Regions from separate parts of the Sus scrofa genome. Here all the other regions are linked to region 2. A link is a contact called in public HiChIP or PLAC-seq data. All regions are on one chromosome and are shown on one strand. The core of a region is the stretch at or near the end of the contact, and the rest is flanking DNA. Distances in the headings are between cores, read along the strand shown. Region 1 overlaps ESRRG (estrogen-related receptor gamma). Region 2 overlaps ESRRG (estrogen-related receptor gamma). Region 3 overlaps ESRRG (estrogen-related receptor gamma).

Evidence for each region. HiChIP or PLAC-seq counts read pairs in DNA pulled down with a chosen protein or histone mark.
Region 1: a contact with region 2 is called in an H3K27ac HiChIP or PLAC-seq map of skeletal muscle, with 6 times the contacts expected there. The contact joins two enhancer-like sites. A contact is called at or near these places in 1 of 47 Hi-C or Micro-C datasets (epiblast stem cells) and 1 of 2 datasets of contacts at active chromatin or transcription factors (skeletal muscle).
Region 3: a contact with region 2 is called in an H3K27ac HiChIP or PLAC-seq map of skeletal muscle, with 6 times the contacts expected there. The contact joins two enhancer-like sites. A contact is called at or near these places in 1 of 47 Hi-C or Micro-C datasets (heart right ventricle) and 1 of 2 datasets of contacts at active chromatin or transcription factors (skeletal muscle).

Annotation. Positions count from the first base shown.
Region 1 is chr10:7,323,415-7,327,517 of Sscrofa11.1, reverse strand. The region is part of intron 2 of ESRRG (estrogen-related receptor gamma); the gene reads left to right. Among named protein-coding and RNA genes, the nearest start is that of ESRRG, 46 kb to the left of the region's middle. Within about 2 kb of position 2,742, at least 1 of the 83 cell types and tissues checked has an H3K27ac peak or open chromatin away from gene starts, as enhancers often do. A contact at or near this core is called in skeletal muscle, where this site is marked.
Region 2 is chr10:6,967,783-6,971,494 of Sscrofa11.1, reverse strand. All of the region lies in intron 2 of ESRRG (estrogen-related receptor gamma), which reads left to right. Among named protein-coding and RNA genes, the nearest start is that of USH2A, 310 kb to the right of the region's middle. Within about 2 kb of position 1,359, at least 1 of the 83 cell types and tissues checked has an H3K27ac peak or open chromatin away from gene starts, as enhancers often do. A contact at or near this core is called in skeletal muscle, where this site is marked.
Region 3 is chr10:7,283,282-7,287,306 of Sscrofa11.1, reverse strand. All of the region lies in intron 2 of ESRRG (estrogen-related receptor gamma), which reads left to right. Among named protein-coding and RNA genes, the nearest start is that of ESRRG, 86 kb to the left of the region's middle. Within about 2 kb of position 2,521, at least 1 of the 83 cell types and tissues checked has an H3K27ac peak or open chromatin away from gene starts, as enhancers often do. A contact at or near this core is called in skeletal muscle, where this site is marked.

The DNA.
Region 1 (4,103 bases), core at 1,493-3,992, 350 kb before region 2:
TTTTACAGAAGGTGCTGGCAGGGGGGTGTCCTTTCTGAGAGGGCGACACTTGAACAAAATCTCAAGGGGAGTGAGGAAAGCAACTTTTATTGACTAGCATTCCATGGGACCATTCGTCCTAAGAAATCCTGAGCATAAGAAGGGAGGGAGTGGGACGGACTGGGAGTTTGGGGTTGGTAGATGCAAACTGTCACATTTGGAGGGGATGAGCATTGAGGTCCTGCGGTGCAGCACAGGGAACCCTATCCAATCCCTTGTGATGGAACGTGATGGAAGATAATTATGAGAAAAAGAACATATTATATATATGTATCACTGGGTCACTTTGCTGTACAGCAGAAATTGGCAGAACCTTGTAAATCAACTAGAATAACAAAATATTAAAAAAGGGTTTCACTGCTTGGAAATAAATTTTAGAGATTTTTCAATGCTTGTTAGCATATTAAAAAATTTGAAAAGGCCTGCTGGAGAGAAACCAGCCTAACTCAAACATATTTACAAATAATTTCCTCCCTCCTTCCCTCCGCCTTCTTCCCTGACATGCCAGAGCAGCACGGAAGCTCTGAACCAACGTTCAGAGGAGCATCCAGCCCTGCTGACTGATAACCAGTAGGGATTCTAGGGCAGAACAGTCCAGGGAAAACCCTTCCATCCTGGAACCCAGACTTAAGTGTGAGACCCGAGTCTGCCACTCTGTCCCCGAGCAAATTGAACTTTCCTCTTTTTTGGTTTCACTGTGTCTGAACTGGACATCACAACGCCAGCGAGGCGGGCTTGTTGCGAAGATTCAAGGGGTGAAGTCCTTTCTAAACTGTCAAGTCCTGCAAATACAGATGCCTTTTGTGCTCTTTTATTTGCTTTTTTGGAGCTTGGAATGAGTCCGCCCAGGGCTAGTCCCCTGTCCAGGGTTCATTGATAGAATGTTGGAGAAGGAATGAGCCTTCTGGCTTCATGAGGGAGTGAGGGGGGCTGCCCTCCTGGACCTGAATTCGAACCTTGGGCTTGACAAGCTTCAGGCTCCAATCGGCTAAAATCGCCGGCTCTCAGGCCCATTTCTCTCCATGTGCCAGCGGGTCCCGAACGTGGGTGCCTACTGGCATCCCTCAGGGGGTTTAGGCAACGTACTGTTGCCTGGCTCGAATCCCCACATGGTCAGCCTGAATCGCTGCGGGGTGTGGCTTGCGCGTCAAGGACAGCTTTTAAAAGCTTCCCAAGTGATTCCAGGACATGGCAAAGTTTGGAGCCACTGATTTAACCTAATCCCTGTGATCCGCTTTTTTTTTGCAGCCTGGCCAAGAGACAAGCTTCCAAGTTGTTCATTGTTACAAACCAATGAATTAGATTCTTTTTTCTTTTCTTCTGGGAGGGTAAACAGACAAGAGGAAGGGGGGGGGAGGGAAATTGACTTTGCTCAGCTGCCGGCTTGCAGGTGGCACTGTGCCTTCTTGTGCATTTCAGCTCCCCAGTGACTCTGACACTGAAATGGTATGAGTCCATTTTAAGGATATGCCGTAACTGATCACAGAGACCTTAAGATATTGCCTAAGGAATTGGAGGCAGGACACCAACCCTGTCTTGCTTGGTCCTTTCCACAACACTGTGACAGCCATTCAGCTTTTCTTTGGGCTCCCTGCACCCTCTCCCTCCCTCGTTTTTGTCTCCTGAGCTTTCTGGTAAAACCTGGTAGGCAGCAGTGCCACATTGGTGTCAAATGAAGTCCGGTTACAGTTTTTGGAGGGAGACGAAGTTGTGCATGTTAAGCTTCAATACGTTTGGGAAATGACATACTTTATTCCCTTATAATATAATAACTGTCCACATAAGGTAGCTTAATAAGCAGTAAATGTAGGCGTTTTCTGAGCAAGGCCCCTTCTGAGCAAAGTACCTGGACCACCGTAGAGCTGAGGGCCTGTCGGTAAGGCTGGCTCTGCTTTTTCCATTTCCCAGATTGGCCAAAGGCTTCGTGGAATAGAAGTAGATGCAGGCCAAGTTTCTCTCTCTCTCTTTTTTTCTGGTCTTTTTAGGGCCACACCTGCAGCATATGGAAGTTCCCAGGCTAGGGGTTGAATCGGAGCTGTAGCCGCTAGCCTCAGCCACAGCCACGCCAGATCTGAGCTGTGTCTGTGACCTACACCACAGCTCATGGCAACACCAGATTCTTAACCCACTGAGCTGAGGCCAGGGATCAAACCTGCGTCCTCATGGGTACTAGTCAGATCCATTTCTGTTGAGCTACAACAGGAACTCCCTAAGGTTCTCCTATGAGAACAGTTTATTCCTTGAACATTTATGGAGCACCTGCTGTGTGCTCAGACCTAGGAATAAAAAGATAACAGAAATGGCTATGACACTAAAGGCAGTTACAGCTGAGCAGCAAAGACAGACATGTTAACAATAATTAAAGTATGACACACATAGTCACAGAGGTGTGTTGCTGGGGGTAGTAGGGAGGAAGGCCTGTGGCCCATGCTGGGGTGTCCCTGGAAAGGGGCAGGGGTCCGTCGTGCAGGAGTTGATCAAGGTGACTTTGAAGTGTGTGGTTGGGTTCCCTCATGCCCCTCTTTGGCAGTTACCTAAATATCAATGTTTGAAGGACCCTCCCCCCAAGAATGGGAGGGGCGCTATTAAAGAGGAAATCCAGGTTGTAAGAAGTTGAGTGACTTGCCCAGGGTTGCCAGAGCCACGAGAAGTAGAAATTAGACTCCCACTCGTGTGTTCTGACTCCAAGGTTAGTGTTCTTTCCGTGACACGAGTTTCCTCTGCCGGCGCAGCAACTGGCAGGGACGCAGAGCTGAGAGCTGAGTTGGTGACTTGCAGCATCAGGTGACATCTTGATTATTTTTTCCAGTGGAACCTGGTTGCCAAGGAAAACCTTCTCTCTGCTGAACCGAGGCAGTGACTACCTCGAATGAAAATAGAGCCCTGAAATGAAAGAACCCCGGAAAACCCCAGGTGTAAAAGAAAAGCGGAGATGTGTAACTCTCTCCAGAAATTGATGGTACAAATCCAGGTGTCCATACATATTTAAAATCGCCGTCACTCCTTGGCCTTGGGTGGTATATAATTTCCTTGTTTACAAATTAGACTTAATTCAAATAAATGCGGTTTTATTTCAGACACTTGCAAGTCCTTCACATTCATAATTTCCCCCCCCCATCTTTAACACCTGCTGAAGCCATTGCCAATTCCTGAATAATTCCTGAATAAATTTCTCCAGCCAGAGCGTTCTTCTAAATCTTTCCCAAGGCTGATAGAAATCTGGCTTCCACGGGCCTGTTAGCCTAGCATATTCCAAACCAAATTCATAATTTTCTTAGCCTGGTCTTGATTTGGATCACTCTAACACCCTATCATTAATTCAGGTGGCCAAGCCAGACTCTAAGGCCCGCTGATTCCAGCTCCCTGGCAGATACTCCCCCCCCCCCCGCTCCTGACCTCACAGCTACAGTTCTGCCACAGCCCTCATTCTCTGGCATCTGACAGCTGCCACGGATCTTAACTGTACTCCCCGAAACAATGAGTATCTTCCCACCCTAATCCATCTTTCTTAGCACAAGGAGCATCGTCCAGCCAGCTGAAACCAAACCAGGAAGTTCTTCTTCTTTTAATTCAGTATTCAACTCTTTCTAAAAGGCTGGTCCATTTTCCCTTGTCAGTTACATAAAATACCTTGACAATAAATTTCTCTGATGATTGAAGCTTTTATTGTGTCTCAGGGCCATCATTCTGAATACTGGTGATTATGAGACATTCTTCGTGTAGTCGTTGGCATGACGTTTGGCTTAAATGAATGTGTTGTTCTCTCTGAATCCAGTTTTAAAATAATCTCTTCTTACATCAGTGGTCCTTAACCTTTCTGGAGTCATGAACCCTTCTGAGAATGTGATGAAACTTATGGGTCTTGTCTTGAGAACAGTGCATAGGTTACTGTGTGCACACCCACCCCCACCCACCCACCCACACACACACACGCACACCTATTTTGCCTACACCTTCAAGACTTTCTTAATTCATTCGTAGATGAACTAGCCTGAAATCTGGGTTGAGGACCCCTGTCTTATAGGAAGTTGTTTCCTTTCATGTCAGAGGCATGGTGTACATTT
Region 2 (3,712 bases), core at 110-2,609:
GCCCAGGGGTGGGAAAGGGAGAAAGAATAATGGTTGAAGGAACAGGAGAGAAACAATGAAAGGGGAGTTCCCGTCGTGGCGCAGTGGTTAACGAATCCGACTAGGAACCATGAGGTTGCGGGTTCGGTCCCTGCCCTTGCTCAGTGGGTTGAGGATCTGGCATTGCCATGAGCTGTGGTGTAGGTTTGCAGACGCGGCTCGGATCCCTCGTTGCTGTGGCTCTGGTGTGGGCCAGGGGCTACAGCTCCAGTTCGATCCCTAGCCTGGGAACCTCCATATGCCTCGGGAGCGGCCCAAAGAAAATGCAAAAAGACAAAAAAAAAAAAAAAAAAAAAGAAAGAAAGAAAGAAACAATGAAAGGGTTTTGCGCAGCCGGGCTGGGGCAACACACCGCTGCCAAATCTGAGCTGCCTTTTCCACTGCAAGTGAGAAACTTCAGAAAGACATTGGAGGAGTTCCTTTGTCGTGCACTGGGAAGGATCGGGCTTGTCCGTACCGCGGTTTGGGTGGGTGTCATGGTGCGGGTTTGCTCCCTGGCAGGGGAACTTCCCCATGCAGCGCACGTGGGGGTACGGCCCAAAGGAAAAAGACACTGGGGAAATGCTTCTCATTTCCATAGTCAAAACTTTGAACAAAATCAGACGTGGAATGAATATGGGGATACTTCTGCAGCCTCTGCTCACAATTGCTAAGAAGTTGCCCCTTCATCTCTCTGATTGGAGCTCATGTTCCTATGGGCCACGATTCCAGCTTTTTTTTTCCTAATACAGCAATGGCCTGGCTAATCCAGCTCTAGCTGAAGTCATAGTTTCCAAAGAACTTTGCTTGATTGAGAGACGTACACTGTCCCATTTTCTCTTAAGCGTGTAAGGAGACTAAGAATAACCCATCCACTAGTCGGCGTTGGGTATTCAATCTGGCATGCCAAAATTCCCAACTCCAGGGTGAGAAATAAATCTGTTTCTTTGAATAGCAATGAGAAAGATGGGTAAGCATTTTAAAAGGGTAGATGATGAGAGCTGGTAGTGATGCTAAATGGAGTTTTATGTTCTTATGAACCATTCAGTGGAAAATGATAGAGTGTTTTCTGATTAGGTGATTTCAGCTTTTATGGTGAGAAAATGGTTAAACACAGAGCATACTCAGAAGGTGTTTTGGAGGAATGCTTTTCTTCTTTCCTGGAAGCACATCAGGGAAATGGATGATACATCTCATTTGATTCAAGTGAAACAGTTTAAATTGTTATGGCTTCGAGTTAAAAAAAAAAAGTAAATAGCTCTCTTTGGTAAAGAACGTATCTCTAGTATGTTCTTCTTCTTCTGCAGGTGGTGGCCTCGTGCCTATCAGTTTCACAGTTTGTGACATCTGGTAGCCGCTCTGTCACTGGACAGGAGCTGTTGGGATATATACCAAAAGGGTCACAGCCTATGGAGGTTTCATTTGTTTAAGCCGAGATGCCAGCAGTAGCGTCTTCTCGGAATGGATTGCATGTAAATGGGACTCGGGGAGGGGGGGAGCCATAGGGAAGAAGAAATGCTTTGCGAACTGCTATTCAACCCAGAAAAGCCAAGAGATATATTAAAAGATCACAAGCTATTACCGAATAACAGCTTTTTAAAGCAGTGCTTTGAAAACGAGACGGAGAGTAGAGACTAATAGACAAAGAATAAAGGCAGCTTTCTTAGGAGAGCGGGAGCCTCTCTCCTAAGAATGTGGCTCGAATGTGGTTCCAGAGGAGAGGCTGGGGAGCTGGAGGGCAAGCCCCAAGCAGAGGAGAGATGTCGGTCTCGCCGAGGGCTCCACCTGCCAGATCAGAAGCATCAGCGCCCTCTATCGTCGCCAAGAGAACTGCAGAACCGCTTGAAAGCAGGCCAGGCTCTTTCGCTTTATAAATAAGCAAACTTTTCTGCACACCGTGATTGATGATAATCCGTAGAGTTAGGAAAGAGGGAAGGAAGGAAGGGAAGGAGGAGGGGGGGAAGTGATTGATTTGTGATCACCTTTGTATTATTAACACTCTCTACCATCAGACGTTTAAAACACAAAATGGGTTATGTTGTTTCTATCCTAGCTGTTTGAGTTTATTAACATAGAAAATATTCCTCAGAAGAAATGTCCCACTTCAACCTAGTAATGATGGAGACAGGTTAAGAGGAGAAAAAAAAAAAGTTCCTCTGTTAACTTCATTATATTTCTTGTTGGTTTCAAACCTCTATTGACACATCGGCATTTAACTAACTTTGATAGAAAAACGCTGATGTTACCTAGCGTTCTCCGTTGCCCAATTTCTCTTTCTCGGTAATGATTTTTATCTAGCGTCAATAGGGAAAACACAGGCATTGGAAACTTTTTTTGGAACTGATCTAACATTAAAATGAACATCGCCCAGCTATGTGTTCCACGAAATTAAAGATTATGGCAAGAATGACAACTTCATTCAGGCGGATCATTTGGAATTACATTAAACAGCTGCTGTGAAACAGCTGACGGCAACGGAGAGGATTGTCATCCCGCAGCACAGGCTCCGGCGGGGCTGTGCCTGCACCGGGTTCTGAAAAACACATCCCGCTCCCTTAGACCCACACGCAGCCTCCTCTAGTCCCCATCCTGCTTGTTGCCAAACACTGGGCTTTCTGATCACTTTGTATTCAAGCCAGAGATCCAGGAAGTCCAAATCCAGCCAGACAAGTGCAGAACAGCTTAGCAGAAGCAGCTTTAACAGGTGCCATGGGTATGGTCTTTGGGAACCTGAGACATGACAAACAGTGGGGGACATTGGGCGGCCGCGTCTCTCCACCCCAGGTGCCCAGGATGGCATGTCGCTGAGTAGCAGTTTGCCACCAAGGCCAGCTCATCGATCCTTAATTGATGACATAACAATGCCAAAAATATTTAAATACCTTAGCAGCACAAGCCCCCTGCAAACAAACTTCAGCCAGATGTCTCTTGCCTGTTCCCCTGTTCTGTATGTTGGAAACAGAACAGACTGGAATAAGGAGAGAGGACCTGGTTAGAATTCAAAGGGTGAGGTGACAGATCTGATTTAAGCAGGTGCCTTCCTAGTTGGAAAAGAGGCAGTTGGGGTTTCCTTGTGGGCAGTGGGTTAAAGGTCTGACTTTGTCATTGCAGAAGCTCAGGTTGCTGCAGTGGCATGGGTTCAATCCCTGGGAACTAAAAAAGAAAAAAAAAAAAAAAAACTGAAGATTGCTACACAGAAGCATAGGCATAATTGGATGGGTCATGGTCCTGCCTTGTCCTTGTCTGCAAGGAGGAGGCATGGTACACACTGGCTGAGGGTGCTTGGAAGTTACACCCCCTGATATTTCTAGTTTTCGAGGCACACTGCATTCGCTCCTTGGTTTGCTCTCCTGCCAAGATGGGGATCACCCGTCCCCCCAGTAATTACACTTGATTAATGTGAGTTTGGAAAAGTTGGCTGACCCTACAGGATCCTTCCAAACCCTATCCCTTTATAAATCCAGGGACAACTTATATCTCCCATTAGGAAGAGAAAATTGTGAATTGGCCAGAAGTTCATGAACTTACCTGTGTACCCTGAGCAAGCACCAGAGAAAAACGTAGGGGATCCTGTGTGTTGAGATAGAGTGCCTTGCAGAAGAAAGGTGAAAAATCTGCATTAAGTTGGAAAACAGCCTGTGTAAATAGTTCTATTAATATTCTGAGTTGGGTCTTGGTTTTGTACCGATAGCAG
Region 3 (4,025 bases), core at 1,272-3,771, 310 kb before region 2:
CTATTGTAGGATTTGCCTGTTCTCAGACCCATTATTTCCTTTTTCCTCTCATCTAGACGCCGATTCCATGTAGGATTTGTGACTGTTGGTAGTTTATGCCTTTAACATGTTTGGGATTCATGAGGAAATTCCATCTCCTAGTTTTGTTTTAGATGTTGCCCATGAGTTTAGGTTTTGTTGCTTAGTTGTTCTATTTTTATAGTATTCAGAGGATTGAATTGGCTTCCAGCATCTTCTGGGATTCTCTCTCCTGCATAGTTTAAATAGTGCCCCATATGATTAGCAGCATGTATTTGAGAAACAACAACTCAGTAAAGGGGGCTAGAATTCCCAAAGGGCTTTCTTCTAGGCAAGCTAACTAGCCCCACAGGGTGTAACCCATGCATGCAATTTCAGAGATTCCATGTATGCTAGGAAACTTAGATACTCAGCCCAGAAATGGGAGGAAAAAAGTCCTGCATAGTTTTATTTTTGTTTTGGTATTAATTCAGCTTTTCTCCCTTTCATTAAACCTAGACATCTTTCAAAAACAACCATGGTGACTTATAACCATAGTTACGAAAGATAAAATATAATAATATCTGATTGAGGGCATTAGTTAAAGTAGACTAACTGCTGAAACAAGCACTCTAACCATCGTGGCGTCTTAACAAGTTAGACCGTGGCCTAAATGATTTAGGCCTCATTTAGACCACAGTCTAACTTGCGTTGGAGGCTGGGGTGAGTTGAGTGCTCTGTTCCACATAGTAATTCAGGGACCCAGGACGATCCTCAAGGGCTTCAGAGTCTGAAGCACTGGAAGACTGAGAATATAGAATGTCTCAAGGGAGGATTTTAGGGACCAAGGATGTCACACATCATTTCTGGGCCCAGTTTATTCATGGAGAACTATATGACAGCAAGGGAAGCTGGGAAAGAGAGTGTAACTGTGTGCCCAGGAAGAAAAAGGAATGAGGTTTTATAAGCTTAGGGTCTGCCATGGTGAGGAAATGGAGAAAGAGAAGAATAAGGAAAAATGTATCAGAATAGGGAGGCCCCTTCAGTAAGGAATAATAGTAACCTGGATATAGGGAAGAATTTGTTGGCTTTGGAAACCTGAAACACATGTGGTATGCTTGGAGCGTCAGATGAAGTCAGACAAGGAGGCTGTTCTAGCCTCCTCTGAAGGGCTTGCCTATTGCCCAAGTATTCTAAACCTCCTCCTGCATGAGAAATAGGGACCCTGCTATTGGCTCTTGGTAAGCAAGAAAGCACCATAATCCAATCTGTGTTTTTGAAAGAGAATTCTGGCCCCCAACCACTACCAGAAAGGCCTCTGAAATTGAAGAAGAAACCAATTTTCCGAACCTTTCCTGATCGCGCGCCTAGTTCTCAATACCCAGGAAAAACTGACTTCACCTCTGCCTGTGCCCATCTAAATCATGCTTACTTGGTAGGCTTCCATTAACGTACGACAGTCACAACCAGAGGCTGCAGTGAGTTCTATAAATTCAGACTGGAAATGTAATTTCAGATCTCACTGGGCCTGTGTTGTTTCAGTGATATGATAATCAATGACTGTAGCTCCCTTTGAAGCTCATAGAGTGACCTCTTTTGACATTGATTTCTCATCTGTTTTTTTTTCTCTGACCTTTTTTCACCTCCTATGTCTCTTTATTTGCGAAGGCATAGTATTTTATTGCCAGGCACCCTTATAATAACCACAGTAGCCATACATTTCGCTTTGTTCAGATCATTACTACCTAAATAGACGCTCTTGTGGCAAGATCTAGTCCTAGGAACCCATGTTGCAAAGCTCTTCGAAGGAGATGGTTTTTCTTCCTTTAGAAGGTACCAGAGTGAGCTGTTGAGTAGTCTTCTTTGCTCAGGCTGGAGTCTAGGAAGATTGCTACGTGATCTTATGATCTTACTTTTGGAGTAGGGACCCGAATTGAGAAAACCAGAGAAAATGGTCTCAAGTATATGATATCAGACTTCACCTGGTATTTCTAATGCATTACTTAGCATGTCTTGCTAGAAGCGCGTTGGAGGTTGAAGGCAAAGATACATAAAATGTGTGCCTTCCTCAGAGAAGGGCGTGGGTTCTCCGGTATTTCTGCTCCCCCCAGCGTGACCTTTAGAAGAGAATGTGATCGATAACCTACTGGATCATCTCTTGTCTGGCTGTCAAGAAGGTCCAGGAAGGAGACACAGAGGGAGGTTGATGCAAGCCCCTGCAATGGCTAAGTGCACGCTGAGTAGAGAAATACTCATGCTTTTTCAATCATTTCCAGAAGGTTCCTAAGTACCTGATGTGTGATGAGCTTTTTCACTTGGGGCATCTGCTGTCTCTGCCGAGCTCAACATTCCAGAGAGGTTATTTTTTTTTCCCCCCGAGTTCAAAACTGAACATGTCAGCAGCGAGCAGCCACCCAGCTTTATGACGAATGCCACGGCTGACAACTTCACAGCTGCCAAGGAATTGGCTGAGCCTTTCTTGTAAAGCAGCACCATACAGGAGAGACGTGCCATTGGTTCTCACCCTGGAATTCCCAGATGTCCTCACCCTGGGAAAACATGCCAGCCTCTCCTTACAGGGTTGTCCAGTGTCTGGTGGTAATGACCATGGCTGGTAGCTCTTGAAAGGGTACAAGGGGACTCTTCTTCTGTACTATCAGAGTAAAAAACAAACAAACAAACAATACAACACAAAACGACCACCCTGTTTTTGGAACGAGGCCATTAACTTATTGATCATGCTGCTCGGATTGTTTGAAACCAAAGAGATCATTGAGGGAGCACATATAAATGTTTTGTTTTACTATTTATTCGTGAAGAATTCTAATAATTCTATAGACATCTAATGACTAGAATAAGAATCACATAATTTTTCTATACTATTTTGAGGTTTGCAGGGGCAGCTCTTTTAAGATGTGTCATTTTGATGTGATGAAGGAGAAATGAAGGCAGGACGATGACAGAAAAGTGCCTCCTGAGCCCCATGATCATTTTCAGGAGGCCCATTTATTTTCATCAGAAATCCGATAATATGCCAGAGCCCTCTTAGTGATTACGGATGATTAGTCCTTGGACTCTGGCTGGAAGATAGAAGATTCCTTAACCAAGTGCCCTGGGTCGTCTCCGAGAAACCATGTGAGGAATGTCCTGCTGTGGTTACCTAGCCCATCAACCAGATTGCGGTCCCTCATTATCCCCCGTCCCAATGAGAAGGGAGAGAGACACCGTTCTCTTCTAAAAGTGCTTATTTGGTCCCTGCCCCACAGTTGCCCTTTAGTCGAGAAATGTCTAGGAAAGTCCAGCCAGGTCAAGGGGAGCGTCTGGTGGATCGGAAGTGCTCCTGCATCCATTGTTAGAAAGGTTCTCCCGCACCTGGTCCTGAACGTCGAGCTCTCGCTGGCTTCATTTTAGAAAGATGGAGAGGGAGACGTGCGAGCGTTCGAACATGAATGTGACGTCTGGGTATTCCTCAGGTTGTAACCAGGAATTCATCTGGAATCATGTACAGAGGGAGACGATGTTGATGCTGATGTGTTCAGTCACTATGAAATCTGCCCCAGCATCCGCTTCAGGGTTGCCCCGCGTGCCTTTGCATTTGCACAGGTCATTTTCTGTTCTGCATCTTCAAGTCGATCTGCGTTGCATCACCCCCAGTTCCTTCTTTGGCACTTCCTCCGAAGTTGCCTGATCACTTTCCTCAGAGTTACAAAATTCAATCTTAGAATGCAAGGTGTGTTTCCATTTCACACCCTTAGCATGTCTTCCTGGGCCCCTTGAAATGCTTCTCATGGGAAATGACTCCCAAACGGTTTCGTGGTTATCATCATAGAACTTTCAAGTACTTTGATACATGGGAGATAAGACTCAGGGTGGGTTCCCCTGCTTTCACGTAATCCCACTTGGCTGTTTAAAAGCACAGTCAGTAGGTGACCCAGCATTCTTCTTTCTTGGGGCAGCTCCAGTCCCATAAGACTCTTCTTTTCTCTCTCTCTCTTTCTTTCACCTCTTAATACGCAATGGCAGTGACT